Regions from separate parts of the Sus scrofa genome. Here region 2 is linked to region 1. The links are chromatin contacts, called in public Hi-C maps. All regions are on one chromosome and are shown on one strand. Each heading gives the region's core, a stretch centred on a gene start, on an enhancer-like site or on the middle of the called end of the contact. The rest is flanking DNA. Distances are from core to core; before and after follow the strand shown. Region 1 overlaps LOC110260565 (a long non-coding RNA gene). Region 2 has its middle 4.8 kb from the start of GTF3C6.

Region 1 (7,794 bases), core at 2,567-5,066:
AGCACCCACACCCTGAGGTGATGCCTCCAGAGACTTTTTATCTCAATCCACAGGAAAAGGCTCCAATTTGGGCAGGAAGAAGGGAGCAGGGTTCAGCTGGGCTGGAGTGACATTCTGTCCATTGATTAGTCTTCACCTCTTCAGAGGGCCGTAGAATGCCTACCAGGCCTTCTGAAAACAGCAGCCCCAGGCAGTTCCTGTTGTGGCTCAGTGAGTTAAGAATCTGACTAATATCCATGAGGATACAGGTTCAATCCCTGGCCTTGCTCAGTGGGTCAAGGATCCGGCATTGGCGTGAGCTGTGGTGTAGGTCACAGACTAGGCTTGGATATGGCATTGCTGTGGCTATGGCATGGGCTGGCAGCTGCAGCTCTAATTCGACCCCTAGCCTGGGAATTTCCATATGCGGTGAGTTGGCCCTAAAAAGACCAAAAAGAAAAAAAAAAAAAAAAGGAGAAACCCAGAACATGGGATGGTCCTGATGTGCTTTCCAAACCATGAACAATTCATTATATTCAGCACAGTTTTGGGCGCTAATTACAAATGGACTCATCACATGGAGTTTATTGAACTGTTTGTGCTCAGGGCACACTGCTAACCTCCATTATCACAGTTTCACCGAGGACCAGCCACCAAGAAAATCTGGAAAACCATGAGAATATTGACGACGAGATAAACAGGGTTTATCCCATTCTTACTCTATTCTCAGCTTTTAACAAGCCATTTAATGCTGGAATTATTTAATGTTGAAAACAATACTGTGAGGAGGGAACCAGCATATCCCCCATCTTACTGAGGAGGAAACATGCTCAGAGAGGGTGAGCAAGTGGCCCAAGATCACAGGACCAAGAGCCAGGATTCAAACTCAGGCAATGTGGACCCACAGACTATGTACATATCCACCAGCTTTTTTGTGGGTCAGTCAGGGAAAGGGAGCAGAAGGCAGAAAAAAGGAGAGGCGTAGGGGGTGGGATTGAACTGAGAGTGAGGTTTTGATAAGGTTCCCTGTGACTCTTCCCAAAGCCAGGATGGAGAATTCCCCTCCACTTCTAGATGGAGAAAATGCAGAGAAAATTTAAAAACAAAAACAAAAACCTGCTCAAAGGGAAGAGAGAAGAGCAACGATGGCAAAATGTCAGTAAGATGCTGTAGTTTATGCTCTTTGTCTTTTCTCTCTGGCTCCCCTAGCAACGGTTAAGTAACATCACTGTTAACACAAGTAACGTGCTGACTTAACTGTTCCTCCGGGCAGCATCATTGCTAAACAGAAACGCATGCTGATTTCTGCTCCGTAAGCAAGGGAAACATCATCAGGGTCTGCCTGGTGGAAAAAGACAAAGAGCAGACAGAAGATGTTTAAATTTCAAGGTTATGCAAGAACAGAGCAGAAAGAACAGGTTGTAAATTATTTTTTTGAAATAGTAAGCTACTAACAAAATTCTAACACTCACCAGTACAGACAGCGAAGGAAGGAAGGGGGAGGAAAGTCATGATTGAGGTCATTTTTGCCACAACATATTGCTGCTGCCGTATTTTTCTGGAGTGTCTGAAAATATCAGGCTTTAAAATACATATGCATTATTTTTTTGAAACTGTGTGCGTCTAGAGCCTCAGGGTTGAAAAACAAACAACTCTATTGACATGAGCTCATGCTGGAGTCCATGTAAATTGTTTCCCCTCCTTATGTATAATGTTTCTAATTAGGACTATTATGGAGGATGAGCTTTGCGGACTGTTGAATTGGCTCTTTGTGCTAATTGCAAACAGAGGGCTCTGTACCCGCCTGTGCTCAGCTGACCTGCTTCTTAAAGGCATCACTAGATGTGGAGGTTGACCCTTAATCCCACTCCCTGATGTCCCAAGCTGGGGACACCCAAGGGGGTGTGCTCTCACTCCCTCACCACACCTGTCATTAAAAATGAGACATCTTTCCCAGACACGTGAATAGACAATGACTGGTTTCTAGTTTGCCCTTTTATTCCAAGAAGACCTTTGTGTTACAATGAGATTACTTTTATGATTCCTCCTCATCTTGTGTGAAACATAGGATTTAAGCTGCTGTTCCATAGTTCAAAATGGACTCACAGTAGCCAACGTGAACTTGCACGTTAGTCATTTTAAAATTCCTGCTGTAGGACTGCAAGCGTCTTAGAGTGACACTCTTAGAATAAACTAAGGGTGACTTGGTAACTAAGGAATGTATTTGGTAACATTTGCAGAAAGATTTCCCTGGAACAGAAGGAGCAACTGATAGAGATAAGAGCCCCCCCCCCCCGCCCCCGCCCCAGGGCATAACCTTTACACCCTACTGGCGGATTCCTTAAAAAGAGACCAATAAACCCAGAGTCTAAAGCCTCTTCATTGGAGGACCTGACTCTGATGCTGAGAGCCCCAGCGGGTGGGGGGCAGGGGGAGCACTGCCCGAGGCTCTGTGGGGTAGAGGGTGACTTCTTCCCACTCACGATTATCCTGGACCCGCTGCTGGACTGGAAACTGCTGCCTCTGCTGAGATCCCTCCTTCTTGGGCTTCTTGGAGTGGTTGTTACCCCATTTCTATTTCCCCTACTTTGACAAACCTGTGTTGTGGGCTAATTGTGTACCAGAAACCTAGTGACTTGTGAATTGAATATTGGTTACGTTTCTTACATCTCCAGTCCCAGGATTCTCACCTGGCCTTGCTGCTGGGCCCTGCAACAATCACAAGTCCAATCTGAGGTCATTTCTCTATTTACCTAAAAGGAGAAGGTGAACATAAACACTGGCTCCTCCTTCCGTGTGGAGAACTTTGGAAATGTCCCCACTCTGCCGAGTGTGAAGTAAAGGGGGCCAGGCTTCCTCTCCCTGACCTGCTGAGGCCTTGGAGAGAGGCCGAGACCCAGAAGGTATGGGTCTCCCTGGCTTGCAGTCTCCTGCCTCCTCTGACACACTTCTCTGGGCAGGCCAGAGATGCTACAGAAATCAGCCATCTGGAGTTCCTGTCATGGTGCAGTGAAAACAAATCTCACTAGGAACCATGAGGTTGCAGGTTCGATCCATGGCCTTGCTCAGTGGGTTAAGGATCCAGTGTTGCTGTGAGCTGTGGTGTAGGCCAGCAGCTGCATCTCCAATTGGACCCCTAGCCTAGGAACCTCCATATGCCACAGATGTGGCCCTAAGAAGCAAAAAAAGAAAGAAAGAAAGAAAGAAAGAAATCAGCCATCTAACCACCTGAGGAGCTGGTGATAGGTGGTTAGAAGTAAATAGGTGATTTCCTTCTACAGGTCAGCCCCAGCCTTCCTTTGAAGAATTGCCTCACTGATGCCAGACCCTGTGCGCTTCCTAGGTCTGGCTGTGGTGAGTGAGGCAGAAAAACAGTCTTGGCTTGGCTCAGAGCTCTCTGCACCCTTGGTCTCAGAACATCAAGCAAAGGTCTCTGCTGATCCAGAAAAGCAGTGCCATTGTGGGACCTGTGGGCGCTACCAAGAGCTGTCAGAGTTCATAGAGGGTGGGGGCTGGTGCTCAAAATCCTCCCCCAGGGACTCTGATAAACTCAGACAGGGTGATGCCGGTGGCCTTGGGCAGGCTTCCCATGCCTCGAGCTGCTTGTATTTCTGCCTTGTCCAGGCCTGCAGAATCAGAAGAGGCCAGCCCACAGAGCAAAAGCCACATTGGAAGAAGCCCAAGCTGAGGCCTGAGAGCCTGACACTGCCAGGAAAAAAGCCCTGTTGTGGAGGCCCCCAGGCAATCCTCAGCCAACAAACAGATCCTTCTGCCCACTTGCCCATTGGCAGCTCCCTGGGGGCTGGACGGAACAGGGCAGTGAGGCCCCAGAGCCAGCAGGACATGAGGTTGTGGACAGTCTGGCTGCAAACCAGGCCGAGGAGGCGGCAGCGCACTGCTGCTCTCAACCACGGAGGCACCCATGCCGTCGGCCTGGTGGTTTCCATCTGGATACCCTACCCATGACCTAGTTTTCTACCTAAGCCAAGATGAGAAAAACAAGTACAACATAGTGAGTTTCTCACTAAGCAAAGTTGCTCAGTTTTAAAGAACTGCCATTTTTCTGGGACTATGACCTTTTTCCCTTTTTTTTTTTTTTTTCCCCCCGCTTTTTATGGAGGTTCCCAGGTGAGGGGTCGAATCGGAGCTACAGCTGCCGGCCTACACCACAGCCACAGCAATGCAGGTTCTGAGCCGCATTTGCAACCTACACCTCAGCTCACGGCAATGCCAGATCCTTAACCCACTGAGCAAGGCCAGGGATCAAACCTACATCCTCATGGATCCTAGTCAGATTCCTTAACTGCTGAGCCACGACGGGAACGCCTCCTTTCTACATTTTTGGTAGAAGAAAAGTACTTAATTTTAAGAAACAAATGGGATAATATAATAAATGATAGCATTTTCAGTTTTGCTTTTAAATATTCCTGTTTATCAACATAAAATATGACAGTACTCTGGTTTTCCTCTTTTTTTGTGCCTTTGTTTTTATTTGTGTGTGCCGTAAAATAAAGATGGTCCCAAATTTTTTGGCATGTCTCCCACTGAGAGGTGCCTCTAATTTGCTTCCCCTTGAATCTGAGAGGGCCTTAGTGACTCACTTGGCTAAAAATGTGAAGAAGGCAATCACTTTATTTTATTAAAAATGTGGCCTGGAGTTCCCGTCGTGGCGCAGTGGTTAACGAATCCGACTAGGAACCATGAGGTTGCGGGTTCGATCCCTGCCCTTGCTCAGTGGGTTAACGATCCAGCGTTGCCGTGAGCTGTGGTGTAGGTTGCAGACACGGCTCGGATCCCTCATTGCTGTGGCTCTGGTGTAGGCCGGTGGCTACAGCTCTGATTAGACCCCTAGCCTGGGAACCTCCATATGCCGAGGGAGCGGCCCAAGAAATAGCAACAATAACAACAACAACAACAAAAAAGACAAAAGACAAAAAAAAAAAAAAAAAAAAAAAATGTGGCCCACATGACAGTCTAGAACTTCTGAAATGAAGTCAGAGGAAGCCTGGTAGCTTCCTCTGATGCCTCTCAGGAACCCAACTGCCCTGCTGTTAGGAAGCCCCAGCAGCCATGAGAAGAGAGGCAGCAAGACTCAGGCCAAAAGCACTGGATGAGCTGCTGGCTGAGAGCCAGCTCCAGCTTGCCAATCATTGAGTGAACCCTCCGGAAGTGGATCCTACAGCACCAGCTGAGCTGCCACAGCTAACACCACATGGAACAAAGTTGAGTCCCACCAAATCCTGTCCAAATGACAGATTTGGGTGGAAAAATCAATGATTTGTGTTGTTTTAAGCCACTGGGTTTGAGGATGATTTGTTACACAGAAATAGGTAACCAGAACAGCTTGCTCATTTAAATGGTTTGACTTATTCAAAAGTCAGAGAAGGGCTGACTCACATTGTTTATGTAACATCTGTATTAAGCAAAATAATGCCCCATCCCGAAGATGTCCAAGTCCTAATCTCCAGAATCTGTGAATAGATGATGTCACCTGGCAAAAAGGAATTTGGATTACAAATGTAGTGAGATTGCCAATCAGCTAAGCTTAAAGTACGAAGATTTTCTTGGATTATCTGGGTGGACCCAGTGTCATCTCAAGAGTCCCTGAATATGGAAGAGAGAGGCAGAAGAGGAGGTAAATAGGGTTCGTCGGGAGAAGAACTTGACCTGCTGCTGCTGGCTTTGAGGATGGAGGAAGGGAAGCACCAGTCAAGGAATGCAGATGACCCCTAAAAGCTGGAAGAGGCAAAAGAAGGGATGCTCCTTTAAAACATCCAGAAAGGAATGCAGCCCTGCCAACACCTGCTTTTAGCCCCGTGAGACCCATGTCAGACTTCTGACCTTCAGACTGTAAATAAATAAATTTGTGTTGTCTTAAGCTACTAAATTGGGGGTCATTTGTTAACAGCCATGGAAAACTAGTACAGTGCCTCGCCTACCCTACTCTATACTATTGACCTTTTAGAGTCAGAGTCCATGGTTGAAACTAAGAACTTGAATAGTGCCAGTTTTAAAGATGGGAACATGGAGTTCCAGCTGTGGCACAACAGGATCAGCTGTGTCCCGGCAGTGCCAGGACACAAGTTCAGTGCCTGGTCTGTCACAGTGGGTTAAAGGACCCCGCATTGCCACAGCTGCGGCACAGGTGGAATCTGATCCCTGGCCTGGAAACTCCATATGCCACCAGCAGCCAAAAAAAATGGGAACATGTAAGCCTATAGATTCTAAGGTAAAACAACTAATTTGTAACATATTCAGGACTAAAACTTGAGTCTTCTAAAATTTAAACTGCATGAGGAAAGAAAATTTGAAGCAGGGTCTGTTTTGTTCACCGTTATATCTCCAGGATCTAGAACAGTGGCACATGGTAGGTGTTTGTTGAATGAAAAAATGAAAACGAACTCTTCTGCTTTAATCATTTGCTTTATAAGGTTACCAAAGGACAAAGCTTTTTTTTTTTTTTTTTTTTTTTCCTTTTTTGGCTGCACCTGTGTCATATGGGAGTTCCCAGGCCAGGGATCAAATTCAAGCAGCACCTGTGACCTACACCACAGCTGTGGCAATGCCAGCTTCTTAACCCACTGCACCAGGCTGGGGATCAAACCCGCACTGCCTCAGAGACAACACCTTAACCCACTGCGCCATAGTGGGAATTCCACCACAGCTTTTTTAAAGACAAAAACATCTCCATTGCATCTTATATTTTATACCCAATAATTTGGCTTTTAACAGTGTTCTATTTTAACATCTCACCATTTAACATTTTTAATGATAAATTACAAATTATATAAAAATAACATGGGACTGATTCAATGATACAGATAGAAGCTCAAAAAGTATTAAAGAAGACAATGGAAAATAACTCTTATTTTTCTCCCAGCCACGCAAAGATAATCACAGTTACTGCTTCCTTGTGCATTCTCCCAAAGATATAGAGCCATATTTTTGAGTTGAGAGTCTGAACAGTTTTGAATATGTCTAATGTAGTCACTGGTTTTTTTATATTCTTCTCAGCACTTCTGTTGTGATTCGTCACTTTGGGCTTAACGGCCCTGAAAGAGTCTGAAATATTCCCCGTAATTGCTTGGGACTCAACCAACAAGGCTCCCTCCACCTGCTGCAGAGTCAGGGTCTCCTCAGGCGACAGGGCTCCCACAGACCTCAGGGAGTAGGGTGTATGGTGGTGGTTTAACTCCAGAGCTGGTTAATTGAGGCCCAGCTGAATATGGAGCTTTGTCCCATGTCCTACAGCTGGTGGAAGAGCCAAGATCGCATTTGTGTTTTCCTGACACTTTATGGTGGTTGCTGTTTATATAATATCCTGATTTAATCCTGGGCACTGATTTAGTTCAAGAAGCTAACGGGTTTCTTTGCATGAACCACAGTCCAAGGGGTAGCCAGTGGTTATCTCAAGATGCTGAGTGAGGAGGTGAGAGCAAGGGACTGAAGTGCCCTTCATCCTTCCTCACTCATTTCACCCCTCCCTGAGAGACTCCTTGTCACACTCTGTGCTACACACCTCCTCTCTGCAGCACTGTTTTCTGTCACATTTATAATACATTTACCTAGTTTATAGTGCATACGAAATACATTTGCAGTAATTACAGTATAATTATTATTTTTTCTGTCTTTTGTCTTTTTAGGGCCACACTCACGGCTATGGAGGTTCCCAGGCTAGGGGTCGAATGGGAGCTATAGCTGCCAGCATACACCAGAGCCACAGCAACGCCAGATCCCAGCCGTGTCTTCGACCTACACCACAGCTCACGGCAACGCCGGATCCTTAACCCACTGAGCGAGGCCAGGGATCACACT
Region 2 (7,794 bases), core at 2,744-5,243, 330 kb after region 1:
AGTACCACACTGAAAAACACAGACTTAGGGAAAGAAGACTCTTTCTTTTAAAGGTAAAATATTTTTCTTTGCAATTTATTCAGCCGCTCAGAAACATTTATTAAGCACCCACTATAAATTCAGAATTGTATTAATTGTGTAAAATATTTTTCTTTGCAATTTATTCAGCCGCTCAGAAACATTTATTAAGCACCCACTATAAATTCAGAATTGTATTAATTGTGTGTGTATGTCTGTGTGTCTGTGTGTGTGTCTGTGTGTGTGTAAGAGAGAGAGTTCCTTTGTGGCATAGCAGGTTAAAGATCCAGCATTGTCACTGCTTTGGCTTGGGTTTGATCCCTGGCCCTGGGAACTTCCACATGCCAAGGATGGGGCCAAAAAAAAAAAAAAAAAAAAAATCTGCCTGTGTGAAACTACTTCAAATACTGGGTTCCCAGGAATTCCCATTGTGGCTCAGCAGGTTACAAATCCAACTAGTATCCATGAGGAGGAGGGTTTGATCCCTGGCCTCGATCAGTGGGTTAAGGAGCTGGTGTTACCGTGCTGTGGCATAGGCTAGCAACTGCAGCTCCGATTTGACCCCTAGCCTCAGAACTTCCATATGCTTGCAGGTGTGGCCCTAAAAAGAAAAAACAAAAAACTGGGTTTCTGCAATGAAAGAACTTTTACTTTTATTGCAAAAGCTAACACAACACATATTCATTACTTTGGAGGACTTAACATATGTCAGTCACTGAAGTCAAGTCACTTCTATGGAGAAGAAATAATGTAAACAGTGAATGAGTTAGGTTCAGAAATGAGTGATTCCAGTAAAAAAACACTCAAGGAGGAGAGCACAGTACAGAGATAGGTCACTCAGTTGAATAATCTACATCATAACCCTCAGAGCTGTTGTGGAGTTACTGTTGTGGCTCAGCGGTAACAAACCTGACTAGTATCCTTGAGGATGCAGGTTCAATCCCTGGTCTTGCTCAGTGGGTTGAGGATCCTGCAGAGCTGTGAGCTGTGGTGTAGGTTGCAAATGCAGCTCAGATCCCCAGTTGTGGCTGTGGCTGTTTGGACTTAGACTTTTTAATCTAGTGAAGACTTTTTAGTTAAGTATTTCCCTCAGATTCCTCTGAGTTAAACCAGTTTCACATTATTTAATTAATCTATCCATGCATTCATTCAATAATCTTAATGAATTCACAACTCTGCAAAGAAGCCAAAAAAAAAAAAATTTAACGCAAGGCACTTGAAATCAATTTTTTTTTTTTTTTTTCTTTTTAGGGCCAAACCCACAGCATACAGAGGATCCCAGGCCAGGGGTCAAATCGGAGCTGTAGCCGCCAGCCTACACCACAGCCACAGCAACGTGGGATCCAAGCTACTTCCGTGACTTACACCACAACTCATGGCAACACCGGATCCTTAACCCACTGAGCGAGGCCAGGGATCAAACCCGAATCTTTATGGATACTAGTTGGGTTCCTTACTACTGAGCCACAATGGGAACTCCTTGAAATCAATCTGAGGAAAAAATACACATACATGAACTAACAAATACAAAGCAGACGTGAGCAATGTGACTTAAAGATAAAATGAGGCATATTAAACATTTTTAAGAATTTATCTGAGCAAAAATCGATTCCAATTGGGCAGTGCAAAACCAGAAATGTTTAGTGGAGCTTCATCCATGGGATCTAGGCAGCAACTTTAATAGAGAAGACCGGGAAGCAAAGTAAGGAATTTATTGATTGGCTATAGTTTAAAGCCTAGTTGGCTGTCTGTGATTGTTCTTAGGTTTAAATGTCATAACCTTGAAGCATTTACAGGCTTAGATCTCTAAATTGCTTACTTGGGCTGCTACAGTATTAGAGCCATTTCAGTCTCATGTTCTTTTTGCTTAATAAATTTAACAGCTGCGCACAAAAATTCATAGGAAAATTAGAGGGAAGGCCTGGCACTTTATTTATTTATTTTTTTAAGGGCCACACCCATGGCATATGGAAGTTCCCAGGCTAGGGGTTGAATCAGAACTGAAGCTGCTGGCCTACCCCACAGCCACAGCAACGTGGGATCCAAGCCAGGTCTGTGACCTACACCACAGCTCACAGCAACGCCAGATCCCTGGCCCACTGAGCGAGGCCAGGGATCAAACCCAAATCCTCATGGACACTAGTCGGATTCATTTCCGCTGTGCCACAACAGGAACTGGTGGGCCTGGCACATACATACTAAGTGCTCAGAAAATGTGAGTTGAATCAATGACTGTTAAATTGGAGAAGGTTAGTCAGGACAAGTTTCTTGGAGTAAGAGAAGCAATAGGCAGGGACTGAGAAGGAGCAAAAGTCAGCCTGGCAGAACAAATGACATTAGTAAAGGCCCAGTGGCAAAAAAAAAAAAAAAAAAAAGGAGGATGTAGCATTTTCGAAGATTGGCTTGGTTAAAACAAAAGTGGTAGCTGGTGGGTGAAAGGAAGAGTGTGAGGTTTGATAAGGTATGGCACATTCTGATAGGGGTCAAACTGTCATAACAAACTAAAACATTTGTAACACCCTAAGTATAACTATAACAGTTTTATTCTTAGAACTTTGACTTCCTTTCTTGAAACTTTTTTTTCTTTTTCTTTTTTTTCTTTTTTTTTTTTTTTTTTTGCTGTTTAGGGCTGCACTTGCAGCATATGGAGGTTCCCAGGCCAGGGGTCGAATCGGAGCTGTAGCCGCCAGCCTACACCACAGCCACAGCAACGTGGGATCCGAGCTGCGTCTGCGACCTACACCACAACTCATGGCAACACCGGATCTTTAACCCACTGAGCAAGGGCAGGGATCGAACCTGTGTCCTCATGGGTAACAGTCAGATTTGTTTCCGATGTGCCACGACGGGGGAACTCCAGGAACTCCAGAGAGTGGGAAGTTTAGACTCAGATTAGGGCAATAGCTGAAAGAAATGAGAGGATGCGAGAAGAGGTCAAGGCACATTCCAGCTGAAAAAGTAATGGTATTTTTTCTCTTATTTTGTTCACGCCCACGACATGTGAAAGTTCCTGGGCCAGGGATGGAACCTGAGCCCCAGCATTGAGTCAAGCCACAGCACTGACAACACTGGATCCTTAACCCACTGCACCACCAGGGAATTCCCAATAGTACCTTTTCTTTCTTTCTTTATTTTGTCTTTTGTCCTTTTAGGGCCGCACCAGCGGCATATGGAGGTTCCCAGGCTAGGGGTCTAATCCAAGTTGTAGCTGCCGGCCTATACCACAGCCACAACAATGTCAGATCCCAGCCACATCTGTGACCTACACCACAGCTCACGGAAGTGCCAGATCCTTAACCCACTGATCAAGGCCAGGGATCGAACCTGCAACCTCACGGTTCCTAGTCGGATTTGTTTCCACTGCGCCACGGCAGGAACTCCCGACAGTACCTTTTCTAAGTATTGCCTGAATAAGGAGGCCAATAAGAGAAGCACAAACAAACAAAAACCTCCAAATATGAACCTGAGCATCAGACCTGATGGTTAACTTTGGCAGTTGCTCAGTTGTTCAAGTGGAAAGGTTATAGCATTAAAATAGATTTCATCAAGAATTCATTCTTTAAAAGGCAATTCCTTGCAAGAAGAAAAAAGTTCTGGAGAATGATTGTACAACAACGTGAATATACTTAACTACTGAACTGTACACCTAAAAATAGGATGGTAAAATTTATTTTTAAAAAGGAAAAACACGAGTGTATTTTTTTTTAAAGAATTCTTTTTATGAAACTTTTGCTCCATCTACCTTAGAGGTCCATCCGCTTTTTGTTTTAGGAACATAGACTCACTCAGTAATGGGAAGCCTATCTATTTTAAGGTTTCATGTGACAATAAAGGAGATAAGAATATCATAGGTATCTAAGAATAGCAATGTGCTTGGGCTTCAATTGGGAACCAAAATGGACATGGACCTGGAGAGATTCCATGCTCACCTAGAGACTGGGTGAACTTGTCACTCTCGTTTGCCTCAGGAACGCAGTATTCCCCAACCATGGGGTGTCACCCTTCCTCTCGGTCCTATGACTACCAGCCAACCACCTCATTTAGTTATAGCTCTGCTTACTCATAATTCCAGCTTACTCGTCTCTCTCTGACCGGCTGTCAGCTTCTACTGCCACGATCAACAGACTGATCCTCATGGTATCTTCCATTTCAAATTCTTAAAAGAAAAAAAAAAAAAAATCTGGCTGCACTCAATTTTCACCTGCGTCAGAATCACCGGGAGAGCCTGTTCAATGACAGATTGTCAGGCCTCATTTCCAGCGTGTGTGACTTCGTAGTCTGGGGTAGGGTCTGAGAATTTGCCTTTTGTTTGGGGTGAGGGGCGGGTTCTGTCTTTTTAGGGCCACACCCACAGCCTGTGGAGATTCCCAGGCTAGGGGTCCAATCGGAGCTGTAGCCACCAACCTACACCACTGCTCACAGCCATGCCAGATCCTTAACCCACTGAACGGGGCCAGGGTTCGAACCCGAGTCCTCATGGATGCTAGTCCGGTTTGCTAACCACTGAGCCACAAACGGAAAGCCTGAGAATTCGCGTTTGTAACAGAATCCCAGGTAATGCTGACCGCAAGGGTCTAGGGACTACGCATAAGAACCACTAGCCTGGTTGGTCACCCTCGAATCTGTTTGGACAGGGCAGTTGGGGCTGTCCTGCATGTTGCAGATACAACACTTCTGAACTGACTCTCAGGCTCATAAATTGGATAAGGAGTTCCCGTCGTGGCGCAGTGGTTAACGAATCTGACTAGGAACCATGAGGTTGCGGGTTCGGTCCCTGCCCTTGCTCAGTGGGTTTAGGATCCGGCGTTGCCATGAGCTGTGCTGTAGGTTGCAGACGTGGCTCGGATCCCGAGTTGCTGTGGCTCTGGCGTAGGCCGGAGGCTACAGCTCCGATTCGACCCCTAGCCTGGGAACCTCCATATGCCGCGGGAGCAGCCCAAGAAATAGCAAAAAAAGACAAATAAATAAATAAATAAATAAATTGGATAAATTCCTTAACGGCCTCTTCATCTAGACAGTCGCCCAAGTCCTGTGGCCTTTTTTTTTTTTTTTTTTTTTTTTTTTTTTTTCCTCTTTAGGGCTGCACCTGCGGCATATGGAAGTTCCCAGGCAAGGGGTCAAATTGGAGCTGCAGTTCAATCTGGTTAACAAACCCACGTCCTACTGGATACTATTCAGGTTTGTTACCACTGAGCCACGATGGGAACTCCAAAACTTTTCCCTTTTAAGTCAGTAATATTTAAATGCTTGTTTTTCAACACTCATGCTTCCTTTCTATGATGATCTCTTACCCCTTCCCTTGAGAAGTCCCCCCATCTGAAAGCCCTTAGGACCAGAAATTTTTTTTTTAAAGCCTCACTCAGCCAGTTAAGACTCCGACATAATGTCAGTGAGAATGTGGGTTCAATTCCTGGCCTCGTTCAGTGGGTTAAGGATCTGGCGTTGCTGTGGCTGTGGTGCAGGCTGGCAGCTACAGCTCCAATTCGACCCCTACCCTGGGAGCTTCCATACGCCACAGATGTGGCCCTAAAAACAAAAACAAACAAAAAGGCAGATTTTGCATCTTCCTCCACCTATTTTTGCTTTAACATCATAGGAAACTTCTAGTTAGTTGTCTGTGAACCAAAGAGCTGCTTTGGGAACATTTTCTACATTTATCAAGAGCTTCATATGGGGTGCCTGTGTCGTGGTTTGAGAAGAATCCCCAGAGATCCCACCTGGTCTCACTCCCTCAGTCTTTCCATATGGAGGTGCCATTTTACTTCACTGCCTGAAACACACTCCAGTAGCTTCCAATAGTGCCACGCTGCTACTAAATTAAGTGTAAACTGGTTTATTTTGAAATCAAAGTTCTCCAAAAATGAACATTCCAGTTTTATTTCTGATACTAAGTTACTTGTGTGCAAACTGAAAATGCTTTGGTTAGTATGTTCCCTCTCTCTCTCTCTATATATATATATATATAGATATATGTATTTTTTGCTTTTTAGGGCAGCACCTACAGCATATGGAAGTTCCCAGGCTAGGGGCAGCAACAAAGCTACAGCTGCTGGCCAACACCACAGGCACAATGACGCAGGATCCTTAACCCACTGAGCGAGGCTGGGGATCGAACCCATATCCTCGTGGATTTTAGTCAGGTTTGTTAACCACTGAGCCAAGAAAGGAACTCCCAATATTTAACTAGCAAGAGGCTTCTTCCATAGCCATCTAGCTAGCATAGTGGTTCTCAAATGTGTTCCCCGGAACAAAAGCATCAATATCACCTGGGAATTTGTTAGAAATGCCTATTTTACATCCGGTCCTATACCAGACCTGCTGAATCAGAATCTCTGGCTGAGCAATCTAGGCTTTTGTTTGTTTGTTTTTTGTTTTGGCTGTGCCTACGACACGAAGAAGTTCCAGGCCAGGGATCGAACTCTTACCGCAGCAGTGACAATGCTAGATCCTTAACCTGCTGAGCCACCAGGGAACTCCCAATCGGGGCTTTAACAAGCTGTCCATTGTGAATCTCATGCAGTTGAAGTTTGAGGGTCGCTGGTCTAGCATTTAGTTTTTTGGGTTTTGTTTGTTTGTTTTTGTCTTTTTGCCTTTTCCAGGGCCGCTTCCTTCGGCTTATGGAGGTTCCCAGGCTAGGGGTCTAATTGGAGCTGTAGCCGCGGCCTGCCAGAGCCATAGCAACACGGGATCTGAGCCAAGTCTGCGACCTACACCACAGCTCACAGTAACACTGGGTCCTTAACCCACTCAGCAAGGCCAGGAATCCAACCCGCAACCTCATGGTTCCTAGATGGATTCGTTAACCACTGTGCCACGATGGGAACTCCGCATTTAGTTTAAAGCAGAGTAAGAGATGGATTTTAAAAAACAGAATTCAATGGACTATAAACAATTATTTAAGTGTAAAATGTTTTTAAGACAAAACGTTAATACTAAAGGTTCTTTTGCTAGACTTCTGCTACTAAGTGTATGTTTCATATAGGCACTTAATTTATAAAATGTGTTCTAAAGGAAAAAAAAGAGCAGAATAAACAATTTTTAATTCATTTGTCTCCTCCTTGTGGCGAGCTTTTGAATACTGAGCATGACACCCTATTTATGTTTCTCAGACACTGTATTTCTGATTTTTTAAAATAAGATTCCTCTTATTAACTACAATTAAAAATCAATTGGTCCTCCCACCAAATTGTATAGATTTTTCTCTATTAGCTCTAACAGTGGCTGTAGAAAACCATGTAATTTGTCTCTCCCATGGCTCTTTCTAATCTGACTTGGAAATCTTCCCCTATTTTGTTACTTATAATTTAGCAGCAGATCTTCATTACTTGGAACATTTTTCTGGAGTTCCCATCGTGGCTCAGTGATTAACGAATCTGACTAGGAAGCATGAGGTTGTGGGTTTGATCCCTGGCCTTGTTGCTGTGACCTGTGGTATAAGTCGAAGACCTTGCTGTGGCTCTGGCATAGGCCGGCAGCTACAACCCTGATTTGACCCCTAGCCTGGGAACCTCCACATGCCACAGGTGTGCCCTAGAAAAGACCAAAAAAAAAAAAAAAAAAAAAAAAAAAAGAACTCTTTTCTTTTTTTGGGCTGCCCAGCAGCATGTGGAAGTTCCTGGACCCGGGACTGAACTGCGCCTCAGCAGGAACCCCAGCTGCTGCAGAGACAAGAACCTTAACCCAATGTACCACAACAAGAATTCTTGGAAAATGTTTTTTAAAAGTCCTAATACCCTAAATTTTTGTATACTACCCCAATAATAGATTAAATGCACA

What was found. Hi-C and Micro-C count contacts between places; a contact is called where the count stands out from the background.
Region 2: a contact with region 1 is called in a Hi-C map of heart right ventricle, with 4 times the contacts expected there. The contact joins two enhancer-like sites. A contact is called at or near these places in 4 of 47 Hi-C or Micro-C datasets (heart right ventricle, liver, retroperitoneal adipose tissue and 1 more) and 1 of 2 datasets of contacts at active chromatin or transcription factors (skeletal muscle).

The regions. Positions count from the first base shown.
Region 1 is chr1:76,555,170-76,562,963 of Sscrofa11.1, forward strand. All of the region lies in intron 1 of LOC110260565 (a long non-coding RNA gene), which reads left to right. Among named protein-coding and RNA genes, the nearest start is that of SLC22A16, 91 kb to the left of the region's middle. Within about 2 kb of position 3,817, at least 15 of the 83 cell types and tissues checked have an H3K27ac peak or open chromatin away from gene starts, as enhancers often do. A contact at or near this core is called in skeletal muscle, where this site is marked.
Region 2 is chr1:76,888,093-76,895,886 of Sscrofa11.1, forward strand. No RefSeq gene overlaps it. Among named protein-coding and RNA genes, the nearest start is that of GTF3C6, 4.8 kb to the right of the region's middle. Within about 2 kb of position 3,994, at least 3 of the 83 cell types and tissues checked have an H3K27ac peak or open chromatin away from gene starts, as enhancers often do. A contact at or near this core is called in skeletal muscle, where this site is marked.